Linked DNA regions of Mus musculus: region 2 is linked to region 1. Evidence: chromatin contacts called from public promoter capture Hi-C data. All regions are on one chromosome and are shown on one strand. Each heading gives the region's core, a stretch centred on a gene start, on an enhancer-like site or on the middle of the called end of the contact. The rest is flanking DNA. Distances are from core to core; before and after follow the strand shown. Region 1 holds the start of Cerox1 (cytoplasmic endogenous regulator of oxidative phosphorylation 1). Region 2 holds the start of Baiap3 (BAI1-associated protein 3).

Region 1 (7,586 bases), core at 2,721-5,220:
GAGTCCCCATCAGCATCTGCTCCGGGACATTATGTCTCACTTCCGAGGGGATCAACAGCCGTAGGATCCTGGCATGGAGCAGGTAATGGGGAAAGCCAGGATCAGTGTGGTGCAGAGTTCCCCAGACAAATCCAGGCATAGGGCTAGAGACCCAGGTGTCTAGTGTCAGAACGAGCCTTTCCCCGTCCACCGTAGCCCATGCTGACACGATCACCGGACTTCCCCATCCCAGTGACAGATGCTGGTACCTTTGCTGAAGGCTGCATGGAGTAGGTTTCCACCCAGAGAAAGCCGCTTACGATCCCCTAGGAGCCTACTGAGGATGGCTCTGACTTCAAAAACACCAACTGTCGAATGCCAAGGAGGAAGTACCAAGACCCACTGTATACTGTTGGAAGTCAGCTCCACCCAGGGCCCTGATAGGGTGAAGGATGGGGCCCAGCTTGAAGTTCAGGAACCCAGGAGCTCCAGAGGCATGGGACAAAGCAGTAGAAACGATAGCTGTTCCCAACACATCTTGGGCTCCGCACACACCTGTCACACGGCAGAGGCTGTGTTGGACTCCAGTGCTTGGGTTAAATAGAGCCCCTTTCCAGAATCCTTTCAGACTGAGAACAGCTAAGTAGCCGGTCCCACCCTGCTGTTACCAGTCTCTTCCAAAGCGGTGCCTCCCGAGGGGTGTCAAACACCAAAGTTGCTGCTGGGCTGGATGGAGCATGACCACACACACAACACTGGAGCCAGCGGCATGCAGGGCTACAGATGTGGTGCTGCAGAAAAACTGCTCCTGTAGGTCTGAGGGATGGAGCACGAAGCAGCAGTGAGGGGTGGATAGCGACACCCTATCGATGACAATTCTATTGAGGGACTAGCTCTGATCCCAACTGCAGCTTCCACTGCAGACAATTCTAACAGTATCCCTGAGACCTCCAGATTACCACGGGGGTGGGAGGCAGTGTGCTTGGCCCAATGCCCCAAGCATGTTACTGGGAGGCCAGCCTTCTGGGATTGACAAGTAGACTTTAAAAGCGCCAACTGTCCAATCCCTAGGAGGACCCATGGCCTCTTGGAACCCAGTGGTCAGGGCAGCAGTCTACAGGAGCTCTGCTCTGAGTTCACCCTTCACCACCTCCACATTTGTCTCTTTTAGGCCCGCAATTAAAAATCTCCACGGCTATGCAGGGATGCCCTGCCAACTGCCTGACATACAGCTCTGGATGCAGGGGAAGAGGGAGAAGCAGGCCAAGGCTGAGGGCACACAAGCCAACCTCAGGTTCACAGGCCCACTCCATTACTTTTCCCAGGCTCCAAGACTGGTCCAGGAATGGGCACCTGAACAGAGTTCAGGCAATGATATCTTCACTCTAGAACTGCAAAGCCCACGTGACGATGGGGAAGCCCAGGCGTAGGGAAAAGTCATTTAGACCTGGGTAAAACTAGCAGCAGCCAAGGAGGCAGGTGGGGGCAGGAAGAAAAAAGAGAGAGAAGGAGGAACTGGTCCACACCTGGACAAGGTCCGATGTCCCACAAGGTAAAACAGAGAGGCAGTTTCAATAGCTTCCACTCACGTTTTTAAAGATCTGTAGATTCCTGTGTTATTAAATACCCTGCGCTGTCCGGGACTTCAGGGCCTTTTGCATATGATGCTGCCTACAGGGACTATTGTTTTCTCCTTTTATAGTAGCAGCAGGCTTCAGATCACAGCTAAACCATCACATCCTTCTAAAAGTCTCCTACCCTACTGGGTGCATCTTGAGAAAGGACTAGCTCTTTCCCTGCCCTCAATACTAGGAACTCCAGGTCTGAGACCATGAAGCAGTGTCCTGATGATTTGGTCCTAGGAGGCCCTGACATGATGCTGTATTTGATCAGTCCTAGAGAAGATATGAGCCCACCCTGAATAACGTTCTTTCTAGCAGCTACAGCTCAGGGTCTCTCTGGTGGCTGAGGATGTGAACCAATTGGCTTGAAAGGAGTCTAAAGACCTGGAGGGTGTACTGGTCTTTTAAGATGATCCAACAATGAGCCTGGCATGGGCTTGGAGCACTAACTGTGTGCCCACAGATTGTACTGGGCTCAATTCTGAGCACAGAGCCTGGAAGAGCTCAGGGCACCCCTTGCGTGTCAGTGCTTGTACAGAGCGGAGCTGGATGAGCTCCTGACAACCCATAGTGGTCTATACCTGTATAACAAGGGCTGACTACACCAGGGTCCGCCAGGGCCCTGTCCGGGGGTGCTGGGTGGGGAGGGGGTCACAACAGCCCAAGTGACAGGAAGATACAAACTGTAGGTAGAGCCACCTCCTTTCTTCCATCGTCCGAGCAGTCTGGGGATCAGACGTGAGTATATCCACAATGGGTGAGGACCAGGAAGAGCTGCCCAGAGAACCTGGAATGCCCAATACAAACTCAGGTTTGTGCTTTCTTAGAAACGTGGAGGTCTCTGTTAAGGCCTGCTGGTCTGACAGCATGGGTCCATGGAGGCTCAGAGGGTTGGGACCTGAGACCTTAGGGGTCAGGTCCTGAGAGGATGTAGGCCTGGTCTCCGTTCTCAACTCTGCCGCTAAGCCTTCTTTTGCTGGGATGGATGGTGCACTAGCTAGCAGGGTTCTTTATGCCTCTAAGACAGCTTCTTTCCAAGAGGTGGGACCCTGAGTGGAGGGATCCCCAAGGGAAAGGATTGCCACTGCAGATGTGCAGGGAAGGGCCTTTCTTGGCAGGTAATGGTTAAAATATGGAGAGAGTTCAGCAGGCAATGGCAGCTAGCTCTCCATCGACACAACACACACACACACACACACACACACACACACACACAGTGAGAGAGAGAGAGAGAGACAGACAGAGAGGGAAGAGGGAGGGAGACAGAGAGGAGAGAGAGAGAGAGAGAGAGAGAGAGAGAGAGAGAGAGAGAGAGAGAGAACTAGAATAGAATAAGGTCACCATTAAGGTAGTTTCTCTTCCTTAGCCGTCCCCTCAGCAGGAAGCAGGGACTTGGACCTTCTCCCTCTGTCCAGAGCTGTAGATGCCCTAAGGCCACACTGCACAGGACTGGCCTTTTCCAGGTCTGCAGGGAAAGTCTGATTGGAGGCTGGGATCCCAGACCTGAAGGTTAGGGCACCACTCACGGCTTGGGTGGAGATGGAGATTATTAGAGACCACAGTTCTTCCCTGCAGCCGCCTCCACGGGCTTGGGAAACAGGTGGCTTCCTTTAGGGTTACCGAGCTCTCGAGAGCCACAGCTCTATGCCACCCAGACAAGCTTAGGGTGGCAGGTACATCGCCTCCTTTGAGTTTGGCGAGAGACTCCTAGCTGCACTTGGAGACCTCCGGGCTGGGAGGCAAGTCGCGGGGGCGACCTCGGGCGCGGTTCGGAGTCAGGCTTGGCTCTCGCCTCGGGAGAAACGTCCCCTCTCCGACCCTGAGCACTCTCCGCCTTCTCTCTAGGCGCTGAGGAGAAGCGGCCCAGCGTGGTTTCCGCCTCCGCCAGACCACCCAGGCCCGCCCGCCAGGGCCTCCGCGCCCCCACCACAGGTCATACCCGGAAGGACCCGAGCCCCCGCGTCCGGCCCCTCCATCCGCCTGACCGCCCTCAGGGACTCAGCAGTCACTGCCAGAGCAGCCCCGCCCAGCGCCCCCGCCCTCCCACCTCTGTCTAGCCCCGGGGTCCTCCAGCTCACCTAGGTGCGGGAGTTACCAGGGTCACCTGGTGGCTCTTGTCATTGCGCCACCCTGCGGGCAGAACCCGGGTTTGGTTGCAATAGCGGATTCGAGCCCCACATTGGAGGGAGGGATGTTGGACTCAGGAACCTTGTGGATTAGCATCCTTGCCTGCCGCCCGAAAGTCAAGCCGTGCTGCTGAGATCCATGCACTGGGCAGTCAGTCACCCTTAGCCCTCTGACCCCGCCTCAGCCGAGGGATCAGGCTGCGGGGCGCCTGGCCCACGTGGTACGGAGGGTGGAGCGGGGTCGCAAGGCTTCTTTGGATTCGGGGCGGGGCATACAAGCTCCGCCTGGGGAGGACCTGCCAACCCGGACCGGGAGGGGCGGGGTTTCGACCACGGCTTAAAGAAACTTGTTGCGGGTCCCAGAACTGAGACTGAGCTACTGCGGCGGAGGAGCTGCTGCTGGGCCCCTGCGGTGAGGACAAAGATTGGGTCCTGCGTGGCAACCTTGGATTCTAGAGTGTCCTTCCACAGAGTGACCGGGCGCGACCCCTGCGTCCATCCCCACTGAGTGCCCCTCCGCGCGTGGCCCCGATGCTGGACATGAGTGAGGCCCGCGCCCAGCCTCCCTGCAGCCCGTCTGGCACCGCTAGCTCCATGTCACACGTGGAGGATTCGGACTCCGACGCGCCACCGTCGCCCGCGGGATCAGAGGGCCTGGGCCGCGCGGGGGGCGGCGGCCGAGGGGATACTGCTGAGGCAGCAGACGAACGCTTCCCAGCCTGCATCCGTGATGCCGTGTCGCAGGTGCTTAAGGGTTATGACTGGAGTCTGGTGCCTATGCCTGTGCGCGGCGGCGGTGGCGGCACGCTCAAGGCCAAGCCACACGTGAAGCGGCCCATGAATGCCTTCATGGTGTGGGCACAGGCGGCGCGCCGCAAGCTGGCGGACCAGTACCCGCATCTCCATAACGCAGAGCTCAGCAAGACCCTAGGCAAGCTGTGGCGGTGAGTGTGGGGACTCTTGACACTCAGGCTGAGGAAAGGAGTGACTTCGTGCCCCAGCTTGGGCTGTGCTCCTGGGCTGGTTCCAGGGTGGGTCTGGTCAACAGAGACACCAGGTGTGGGACTTTGGAGATGGACGGAGGCCAGTGCCTGGAGTGTGACCCTCCAGTCCTTTCTCCTCTCCTGGGATATCCTGCTGAGAACTGCAGAACTGGGGATCCTAGCATCGAGTGGCCACCACGGCCTGTAGGCATATTGGGTAGGCATCAAGCTGCTTTGTCCTGGGCAGAAGCTGGGACTCCGGGGTCCATGAGGAGTCCAAGTCCTCTGGCAGGTACTGCTCCCAGGCCACAGGAACCTGGAATTGGGGAAGGAAAGAGCAGGTGAAAGTGACAGGCTCAATGAGCACTTTGGCCTGAGAAAGGCAGGCATTATTGAAGACAGCTGCACAGTCCCACCTCCCAAGCTGCCTCTATTCGAGTTTGAAACAGTGTGTAGTAGTGATACTGGGCTGAGCAGGACAGCCAGGTTGTCTTGCCCTCTCAGCTTGGCCGGCAAGTTGAGGTTCAAGGTCGAGAGATTCTCAGGGTGTGTGTGTGTGTGCTCTGAGGACAATCTCCCGGAGTTTCTCCATCACTCCTGGCAACTTGGGATGGCTGGTTTCCAGAAAGCCTTCCTTGCCTTTGTCGAAGTATAGTTTTCACTGGGTCCTGTTGTCTTTCTTGAGAGAGATTGGTGGTGGTGGTGGTAGCGGCGGCGGTGGTAGCAGTGGTGGGTGACTGGATGAGCAAATAGTGCTGGAAAGGGGGACTTCGGGAAAGATGGAGAATTGGGGTCTTGGTCCTTAGACCACACTGTTGGGCTCTGCCCCACTGGTGTCGGAGTTCTCAGCAGGAGGGCAGGTTACCCCTTGGAGGGTATCCTGAGCTCTCCAGCACCCTATCCTGTGCTCCAACTGTCTGACTGCAGGCAGCAGTGTTTGCTGGCGCTGCCTAGGTCCTTGGCAAGTCTGGAGCTCCGTGGGCATCCTCGCTCTACTGTGTTTTCTGTAGCTTGCTGAGTGAAAGCGAGAAGAGGCCGTTTGTGGAGGAGGCCGAGAGGCTCCGTGTGCAGCACAAGAAAGACCACCCAGATTACAAATACCAGCCAAGGCGAAGGAAGAGTGTGAAGACTGGCCGGAGCGACTCAGACTCTGGTACTGAACTGGGCCACCACCCTGGTGGTCCCATGTACAAAGCTGATGCAGTGCTCGGCGAGGCACACCATCACAGTGACCACCACACAGGTGGGCTCCAGGACCCTTAGCATGGGGGACGGGCAATAGCAGGACTGATCTGGAGTGTGGGTAGGTCTTCCCTCCATGGTTGGCAGTCTGAGGAGGGCTGGGTCTTCCCCGATCCCTTGTAAAAAAAAAAAAAAAAAAAAAAAAAAAAAAACCTCTGGATGTAGCTATTTCTTATGTACAAAAGGAGGGAGCTGCCTAGCTCCATCTAGCACTCTGGAGATGTCTACCGTCACCGGGACTTACTCACAATCTGCCTCCACTCTACAGTAACAACAGCGTGGGTCAATAGCCCCAGCCTCAGAATCAGGCTGGTGGGTGGGGTCCCAGCAGCTAAGCAGCCGAAGTGAAGCTGGAGGCAGGCCGGCTGTGAGCTTCCGTTTACTGGGCTGTGGTGGGGAAAGAACGGGGTTGTGTGGGTTCGCCTTGGTCCAGTGCCCAGGGCCAAGCATTCCAAAAGTGCCCCATTAATGCTAGTTCTGGTGGGGCCGGCTGGCCACCTTCCATCCCCCCACCCAGGTCTTCAGGGAGGAGCCTTGGGTCTTCCCACAGCACAGTGCCAAACGGAATTTTCTCAGCCAGTAAGTGAGGGCTAGGTCTGAGTTTGCAGGAATTTCTGGGAAGGTAAGGAAACAAAAAGCCGTTGATTTGTACCTGTGGCAGTTACCAGGGTTCCTGGTGTCACCCACCAGCTCCACCCTGGTCCCACAGAAGGAGCATTCATCCTTGCAATATACTTTCTTCCTCAGGCCAGACCCATGGGCCACCCACCCCACCCACTACCCCCAAGACGGACCTGCACCAGGCGAGCAATGGAAGCAAGCAAGAGCTAAGGCTGGAAGGGCGCCGCCTAGTGGACAGCGGGCGCCAGAACATCGACTTCAGCAATGTGGACATCTCCGAGCTCAGCAGCGAGGTTATCAGTAACATGGATACCTTCGATGTCCATGAATTTGACCAGTACTTGCCCCTCAATGGCCACTCAGCCCTGCCCACAGAGCCCAGCCAGGCCACTGCCTCTGGCTCCTATGGAGGCGCTTCCTACTCGCACTCCGGGGCAACCGGCATAGGGGCATCCCCTGTGTGGGCCCACAAGGGAGCTCCCTCGGCTTCAGCTTCGCCCACAGAGGCAGGACCCCTTCGGCCACAGATCAAGACGGAGCAGCTGAGTCCTAGCCACTACAACGACCAGTCACATGGCTCACCTGGCCGTGCTGACTATGGCTCTTACAGTGCCCAGGCCAGCGTCACCACAGCTGCCTCTGCCACGGCTGCCAGCTCCTTCGCCAGCGCACAGTGTGATTACACTGACCTGCAGGCTTCCAACTACTACAGCCCCTACCCTGGCTACCCTCCCAGCCTCTACCAATACCCTTACTTCCATTCATCCCGTCGGCCCTATGCCTCGCCACTGCTCAATGGGCTCTCTATGCCACCCGCACACAGCCCCAGCAGCAACTGGGACCAGCCTGTGTACACCACCCTGACCCGACCCTGAGGCTGCTGCATCCAGGAAGTCTAGCCAGATCTTTGAGTTCTTCCGGAGTGTACTCGGTAGAGGTTGGAGGCAGCCAGCACGGCCTTACTCCGTCAAGTGCCTGCTGAATGTGCAGGAAGCCAGGCTTTGTCATCCTGT
Region 2 (7,586 bases), core at 1,478-3,977, 310 kb after region 1:
GGGGGAGGAGGGTGCCTCCAAACCCAGGTCCTGCAGAGGGTGATGAGCATGTATGAACCCCATTGCACAGTGTGTGTCCTTTGTCTCCACTTGGCCTTTGACCATAGCAATGACCATTAAGGAAAACAGGCCCTGCCACACTACCCCTCACTGGACAGATGTCAAGAGCTTGTGTTCCCCAGCAGACCCTCCGAAGTCTCCCAGATGGACTCAGACCAACCGCATAGTATGCCTTGTGTTGCTCTTGGCCACGCCCTGTCCAGGGCCTGCTGCTTCTGCCGCCCCTCCAGCTTGGTCCTACAAAAATGAGCATGTGAGACAGCGGCTCTTACCCCTTGGTGGGAGAATGCTTACCTAGCATGCACAAGGCCCCGGATTCAGTCTCCACACCTGCTTAAAACCAGGAATGGTGGCACTTGCCTGTAATTCCAGCATTTAAGATCAGAAAATTAAAGTTAACCATGGTCACCTAGCAAGTTGGAAGTTTGATGCCAACCTGAGCTACATGAAAATCTGGTTTTTTGGGGTTTTTGGTTTTGGTTTTGGTTTTTGGTTTTGAGGAAAAAGAAAAAAGAAAACCTCACACCACACCTGAGCTGGCTCCAGTACCTAGACACTGACTTCAGGAAGGTCACAAAATACTTGGTGTGAGCTGCAGTTCAAGGACTGACTTGTCAGGCAGGCTATCCTGAGCCACATCTGCCTCTGAAGCCAAGTTTCTTCAGCTGCTGGATGGCTTCTGGCAAGCCTCAGGGGAAGATGGAACTCTAACCAAAGCCCCTGGTCTCTGATCCTATGAGCCATCACCGGCTCAATTCAGGAACTGATCTGAACCGCATCATAGATGCGGTCAAGCAAGGCTCTGAGGCAAGGAGAAGGGATGCAGTGCATCTGAGCCATGCCAGTCTTAGGATGAGTCACCAATGGGTTGTCACTCATTCACACACACACACACACAAAGGTCTGTGGAGCGAAGAGCCTGGGGATGACTGGACTCCTGGGGCTGGGTTTGGGACCCAGTCGGTACTGTGACTAAAAGCCTCTCTTTCCATGTTTGGATCTCAGATTCCTATCAGACAGGAGCAAATCTTAACCAACCCAGTCTCAGACGTTGGAGCCCCTGCAGTGGTGCTCCCCCCTCCACTTCCTGTTTACAGCAGGCTTTAGTTCATCCTTTTACCCCAAAGCCATTACCGTCACCATGGCAACCAGTTTCTCTCTCTCTCTCTCTCTCTCTCTCTCTCTCTCCCTCTCTCTCTCTCTCTCTCTCTCTCTCTCCCCTCCCCTGCCACTGCCACTGCCCTGTGTGTGTGTGTTCCAACAGGTTGGCAAAACATGACACAAGAGTATACTATGGGTGCATCAACTCCAGACTCTGGGAGAGGAGTTGGCTATCCCACTCCAACCCCTATCCCCTATAGCAGGACAGTGTGGGGCATAGAGTCCAGGACCTTCCCTTGCTCATCTGATATCCTGGTCCTGACAGTGGGTTTGACTTTTATCACTTTTGCCTGGCCGGACTGTGCCAAGCCAGAGGTTGACTGAGAACGGAGCATTCTGCAGGACAATATTCTGTTCTGGTGCCTGTCTTCAGTGATGGATGGAGGGACTGACAGAGATGTGAATTGGGATACAGACAGGTGACCTCACCTGTATGTCCCCTGGAATGAAGGACTATGGCCTGACTGTTGTCCCTCAGATGTTTCCTCTCCAAATCCCAGTAATGAGGAACAAAGGCCCCCCGCCCAGCACTCTGGAAAGTCTGTCGCCTCAGCAGAGATGTCATTTGCTACAGTCTGAAGTGGAGAATTTTCAGGCCTGCTTTCCTGACCCTCACACTGGTTGGAGTCCTTCCCATAAGAATGAGACCTTTAAACCGGTCAGTAGTGGGAAACTCTTGAGTTCAAGGCCAGCCTGGTCTACAGAGTGAATTTCAGGACAGCCAGGGCTACACAGAGAAACGAAAAATCAAACCAAACCAAACAAACAAAAGAATGAGACTTTTGGTATAAACTCCAAAGTGGAACTACTTAGAAGCAACATGGCCACCAGTGGTTTCCCACCGAAGTTTGTGTCAGTCTTCAGGGGCCTACTGAGCCCTGGAACAGCCAAGAACAACTCCCAGTGGGTGCTGAGAACCCACACAAAGAACCCTGTCAGGTATTTCCTCTGCCCCAGCTTCAGAGCTCGCACTTTTAGGAACTGGACAGGCAACTCATTTAACAAGTCTCCAGGTGACCTCAAGTGGTGGAGGGGGCCTTAGGAGAAGTGGGCTGGGAACAGCAGGATGTGGCTTAATGTGTGTCTTCTGCACACATTCACAGATAGCAGTGACATCACGAGATGTCCCAGGTTAATACCAGAGCTGACTTCCCTGGAAGAGAGCAGCTCCGGGTAGTACTGAGCAGCAGAGCTTTTGTGAGAGGGTTGACTTTGGATATGGCTGTACAGCACTTCAAGAAACACCAGGCACTTCGTGTTTCCTTTGGGCGACTGTTTCTTTTGGGCGACTGTAGCTTCCCTGCGGCCCTGGGAAGGAGACCCCGTGACAGCCTCCTCCCTCGGGGCAGGAGAAGGGGGGTGGGGGGACAGCTAACACAACCTGTCCCTGCACCCACCTGTAGGTTACTGAGCCCTGTGCCCAGAGCAGGGTCTCTCTGGCCACTACCGTGCTGGTAGAGACCCCCTGCCGACCCCAAACGCGCAGGGTAGGGGTGGGCAGGGCTGGAACCTCTGACCAGCAAACCAGGCCAGGCCCCGCCTCCGCCCGCCCGCGCCCCCCGCCCGCGGCGCCCGCTCTGCAGTGCTCAGTCTCCAGCGCGCGCGGCTGCTAGCGGTCGCTGTGCCTCGGTGTCCCCAGCTAGTGCGACAGCAACGCCAGCGCCAGCAGGGACCCCCCCGACCCTGTGGCCCCCGAAGCCCTGTCCACGGTGAGTGCTGTAACTCCTGCCCAATGTCGTCAGACTGCCGTCGAGGCTTAACCTGCTTTTTATCACAGACAGACAGACGGACGGACGGACGGACGCGACCGCCCCCTCGGGCTTAGCCCCACCCCCACCCCTGGCTTCTGCACTACGCTCCGGGTGGAGCACGGGAATTGCTGGCGTCAGAGGCAATGGGAAACTGAGGTCCTGGGGAAACTGAGGCCGCGCGTGCTCAGAGAGAGGGGCGGGGTCGCACGGCCGGCGTCCTAGGCTCTGAGCTAAGTAAAGGGCTACTGGAGGTCCACACTGCAGAATTCCCCGGGAGGGTTGAAGGGTGAGACCTCCAGAGCCAGAGAGTGCACACCTTCAACCTCGGTTCCCACGGCCGCCGCTGCTGAGCCACCTGACTGTAACCCTTTTTCCCAATAGAGGCCCCTGACTGAAGCGGAGCTGGGGACCTCGGAGACGCCCTACGGGGCTTCTCTGAACAGGTTGAATCCCCTCAAGGCCCCAGCGCCCGTGTCCCTACCACTTTCCGACTCCCCTCATGAGACCTTTGCCCTCAGTAACCCAAAATCCCTGCCAGGGTAAGCCTTTTTCCTCCCTAGTTACCCAGGAATTCGGGTCCCACCATTTGCCTGGGGTCTGACTGTGTGTGTGTGTGTGTGTGTGTGTGTGTGTGTGTGTGTGTGTGTGTGAGAGAGAGAGAGAGAGAGAGAGGCACAGAGGTAGAGACAGAGACAGAGACAGAGAGACAGAATCAGAGAGAGACAGAAATAGAAACAGAAAGAAAGCAAGACCAAGACCAAACTCCCTTCAGACCTCCTGCCTTCAAGGAGAAGAAGGTAACCTCAATAGAACAGGGGAGGGTAACCACAGCCTCCCCCGCCCCTATCATCAAAAACAGCCGATCAGGAGCAACTAACTCAACAGAGACAGGTAAGTAGCAGGTAAGACTCCAGGGTAGAGTGAACCAGTCTCCATCTGTAGGCCTGGAGAGCATCCATCCACAGAGAGCACAGTGCAGATCTCCCCCTACACACCCCTACACTCCCTGTGACTCAGGGAGGGATGAGCTTGCAAACAGAATGTGTAACAGGTAGACCACCTGAGGACTGGAGGCTGAGCTACTGAGGCCGGCCGTGGAGAGGTCCATAGGCACTACCCCACTCAGCACCCTTGTGTTTGCTGTGGACTGGAAGCCCAGAGAGACCCCTCCAGCCCTTTGCCCTTAAATTCTCTGCCTCACTGCCCCACAAGACCTTTAAAGGGCTGTCTGGTAGGTGACAGCTTGGTGAGAGTCCTAGGTTAAACCCTGCCTCTGTACAGCTTGCCGGCATCTTGGACTGAGAATGAAGTGACCCTAGCTTTGGACAGGCTCCCTCCCGTTCATATGGCAAGAGCTTCCTGGCGGATAATTCCTTTGCTTAGTGGGCAGCTGGGAGCTATGACTCTGACCCTACTGGGTGACTGAGCAGGCCTATGGGCACATCTGGCTGCACTATCCGAGCCTAGGAGGGACAGTGAAATACAGGACAGCGTCTGAGCTGTTCCTACCAGAGAGACTGGGGTGCAAAGTGGGCTCTTGGGGGTATCTTTGCCCATAGCTCACTGCTATCCCCTACAGGCCGAGGTTTCCAGAAATCCGCAGGCAGTCGTCAAGCCCACAGGCTTTCGAAGGCGGAGGTGAATGATGGGGTTCACCTGGCTGGCCCCGGTCAGAGGCCTCTATGACCGACATCTCTTGGGGTCTAAGCTGTTGGGTCAGAGAAAAACTAACAGCTGCTGAAGCAGCCCAGGGTTTCCAAGGGGACCAGAGCTGTTTCTGAGCACCCAGATGAACCATCTCTCACAGAGACTGGCTCTGATATCCTGCTGTTAGCCTCAACCTAGCAACAGACTCGGGGTAGGGGGGTAGAGCTGAACCCAAGCGCAGGGCATCCCAGGAAAATATAATAATGTTTGCACAGCAGAGCCTTAAATCTCAGGCTACCACCTGCCGGTGGTGACCCTGGGCATGCTCCCAAGCCCACACCTGTCTCCTTGTTTGAGGCAGGGCAGTGGGGTGCACGCCACCTTCGCTCCAGCGCTGTCAGCTTACTTTGCTTCTGCGTCACATTTTTCTCTAGGACTGCAAGCCCCCATGGCCCCGTCACACATAGATGCGGCTGGTGGTTGCCTTGGCAACAGCTCAAGAAGCGGCTGCTTTCCTGGCTTGGGGCGCAGGGGGAGCGCAAGGGGGAGCAGCTCTCCTTTTAGTTGGGGGGAGCTGGGCTTGTGACACCTGGGACCTCAGGACAGGCTGGCTATGTGTGGCAAAAGCTTACTGGGTCCCCACATTTGAGAGGTTTGTGGGGCTTCTCCTCAGCGTGCAGAGCCACCTGGCCTCCATCACCTCTGCAGCTGTGGGGGCTCATCAGATAGGAACTCGCAGGAGCAAAGGGGTCAGGATGCAGCACAGCGGAGGACTGCTGAGCCAGTGGGGATAGTGGAAATGGAGGGAGGGTGAAGAAAGGGCTTCTTGCCACAGAAGGCTCCCTAGCAGAAAGAAGCTGCATCCTCTGACTGCCGGAGACCCTGGGCCAGGAGCAGAACCTGCCTCGGAATCCATTTCCTGTCTTACGCCATGGAAATGACAGTCTCCCCTTGCAACTGGGTAGACGGGTACCAATGTCCTGTAGTGGATGGCAGGCACGGGTCTCTTATTAATGAGCCAACAAGACAGGGAGCCCAAGGAGTAGGTGCTCTGTGGTGTGGGATTGTTTTCCTCAGTAGAGAGAGGACCGACCTGGGGTAGTGTGGGGAAGGCCCAGACCCAGAAGTGGTTGTGTGACCCAGGGTGGGGGGGGGGTGGCAGGGTGGTGTTTTAAAAACAGGGCACTCAATAGGTCATGGTATCTTAGATACTGTACTAGTCTTAAACTTGGGGTCTGCAGGGTAAAACTGAGCGGAAGGTTATGTGGACGTGGATGCCGCAGCTCTTCCTCCTCGATGTAGGTAGGATCTGGAAATTCATCAAACATAAGAGAAGCAAGAATTCTCAGGTGATCCTAGGCCTGCTGCTCCAAATGGAGGGGTGTCCTTCTGGTATTCAGTCTTAGAACTGCCACTGTGGTCCCTTGGAGTGCCAGCTACCTACCAGGGTTATAGACAGATAAGTTCAGACCATACCTTTCCATCGGCAAACCTCAACTTTAGGATAGAATGGCTGAGTGGGGGCCACAGGGTCAGCCTGGGCTTAGACGCCATTTGCAGTTGCAAGACCACTCTCCTAGAGATGAAAACCAGGCTGCTCTGGCAGGCTGCAGCAGAATGGCTTGGTTGCCACAGCAACAGGCAGGCAGCTGATTTGATGTGCTAGGTGACAAGGAGCTTAGGATACAGCTGAGCACTTCCAGCCATCCCCAGATGAGACACACGGAGGATTTCATTCTCTTTTCCTTTCTACTGACTGCAGGGTACAAAATCTACTCTGGGGGGTACTGGCCCCTTGTGTTTTATTGGATGTATGTAAGGACCCCAGAGTAGCTCATGGGCATCTTGGGCTCAGTGACAGCTGCCAACCCTACCCTGGGCTTATGGGTGTAAGGGCCAAGCCATAGACAAGTGCTCTACCTTGCTTTTTGGCCTCCTGCAGAGAAGGCCTGGGTGAGGAGACATGAAACAGCTACATTCTGTCATACTTTTTAGGGTGATCGGGGCACAATACAGGTACCAGCCTTGGATGTGGGAGCAGAACATATCTGTCTCTACTGAGATCCCAGAAGTACTTTGACACAGAGACCAATTCTGGCACTTCTCCTTCCACCCCTGAGGGTGTCTGCCACTGTCTCCCAAAGCCATTCTACAGGGGGCACAAAAGGCTATTAGGTCACTTATCCAGTGTGGCAGCAGAGTTCGCAAAGCCCCCCCTTCAGGGACCTAGCAGAATGCAGGATGGTAGCAGGCCCCTGAGCCTTGATCTACCCTCTGCTAGCCTGTGCTGTGATAGAACAGTTGATCAACTAATGTACTCGCTACAGGTGGCTGCCATGTCAACCTTGCTGGACATCAAGAGCAGCGTGCTCAGGCAGGTGCAGGTGTGCCCGTCCTTCCGCCGCAAGACAGAGCAGGAACCTGAGGTCACAAACTCACAGGAGCCCCCCACAGGGGCCTGGTGGGTACCTAGGGCCAACCCTGCAGGGCATGTAGACCTGGCCTCCTTTCCCTAGCTGGCCTGTACACTTGCTGTTCACTGCCAATTCAGTTGGGTGGGAAGGGATCTGAACTCAAGGCCAAGATCACGAGGGTTTTCCCCTTGATCCACTCTCTCCGTGGAATGGTGTTCTGAGCCAAGCTTTCTTCCAGGAAACCTGGGGATGGTGTGGAGTTCTTTGCCCACATGCGCCTCATCCTGAAAAAGGGGGATGGCAGACAGGGCCTGCCATGTCCTGAGGTAAGGAATCCATTTGTGAAGGGCCTAGAGAGCTACTCAGCACAGGGTACTGTCCTAGCTCCATCTGACTGCCCACTGAAACCTCTAACTCTCATCTCCCTGGAGCACATTCGTCCAGCCAGCCAGAGGCAGACTAAGCTGTCAGGGGCAGCTGCAGACTAAGGGGCCTCACCTGCCATCAGAGATCTTCACCTGCTACCCCAACCCTCACAGGTTCTTCTTCGAAG

The links. Promoter capture Hi-C pulls out the DNA fragments that hold promoters and counts their contacts.
Region 2: a contact with region 1 is called in a promoter capture Hi-C map of liver, with 2.3 times the contacts expected there. The contact joins the promoter of Baiap3 here to the promoter of Cerox1 in region 1. A contact is called at or near these places in 2 of 39 promoter capture datasets (hippocampal neurons and liver), 1 of 115 datasets of contacts at active chromatin or transcription factors (memory CD8 T cells) and 1 of 9 other capture datasets (pancreatic islet).

Annotation. Positions count from the first base shown.
Region 1 is chr17:25,567,195-25,574,780 of GRCm38.p6, reverse strand. Cerox1 (cytoplasmic endogenous regulator of oxidative phosphorylation 1) reads right to left here and starts at 3,970. Exons shown (of 2, transcript NR_045176.1): 1 at 3,680-3,970; 2 at 1-795. It overlaps Sox8 (SRY (sex determining region Y)-box 8), which reads left to right and starts at 4,095. Exons shown (of 3, transcript NM_011447.3): 1 at 4,095-4,671; 2 at 5,721-5,953; 3 at 6,700-7,586. The coding sequence starts at 4,259. The coding sequence ends at 7,448.
Region 2 is chr17:25,251,505-25,259,090 of GRCm38.p6, reverse strand. It overlaps Baiap3 (BAI1-associated protein 3), which reads left to right and starts at 2,727. Exons shown (of 34, transcript NM_001163270.1): 1 at 2,727-2,930; 2 at 6,947-7,080; 3 at 7,272-7,359; 4 at 7,573-7,586. The coding sequence starts at 6,956.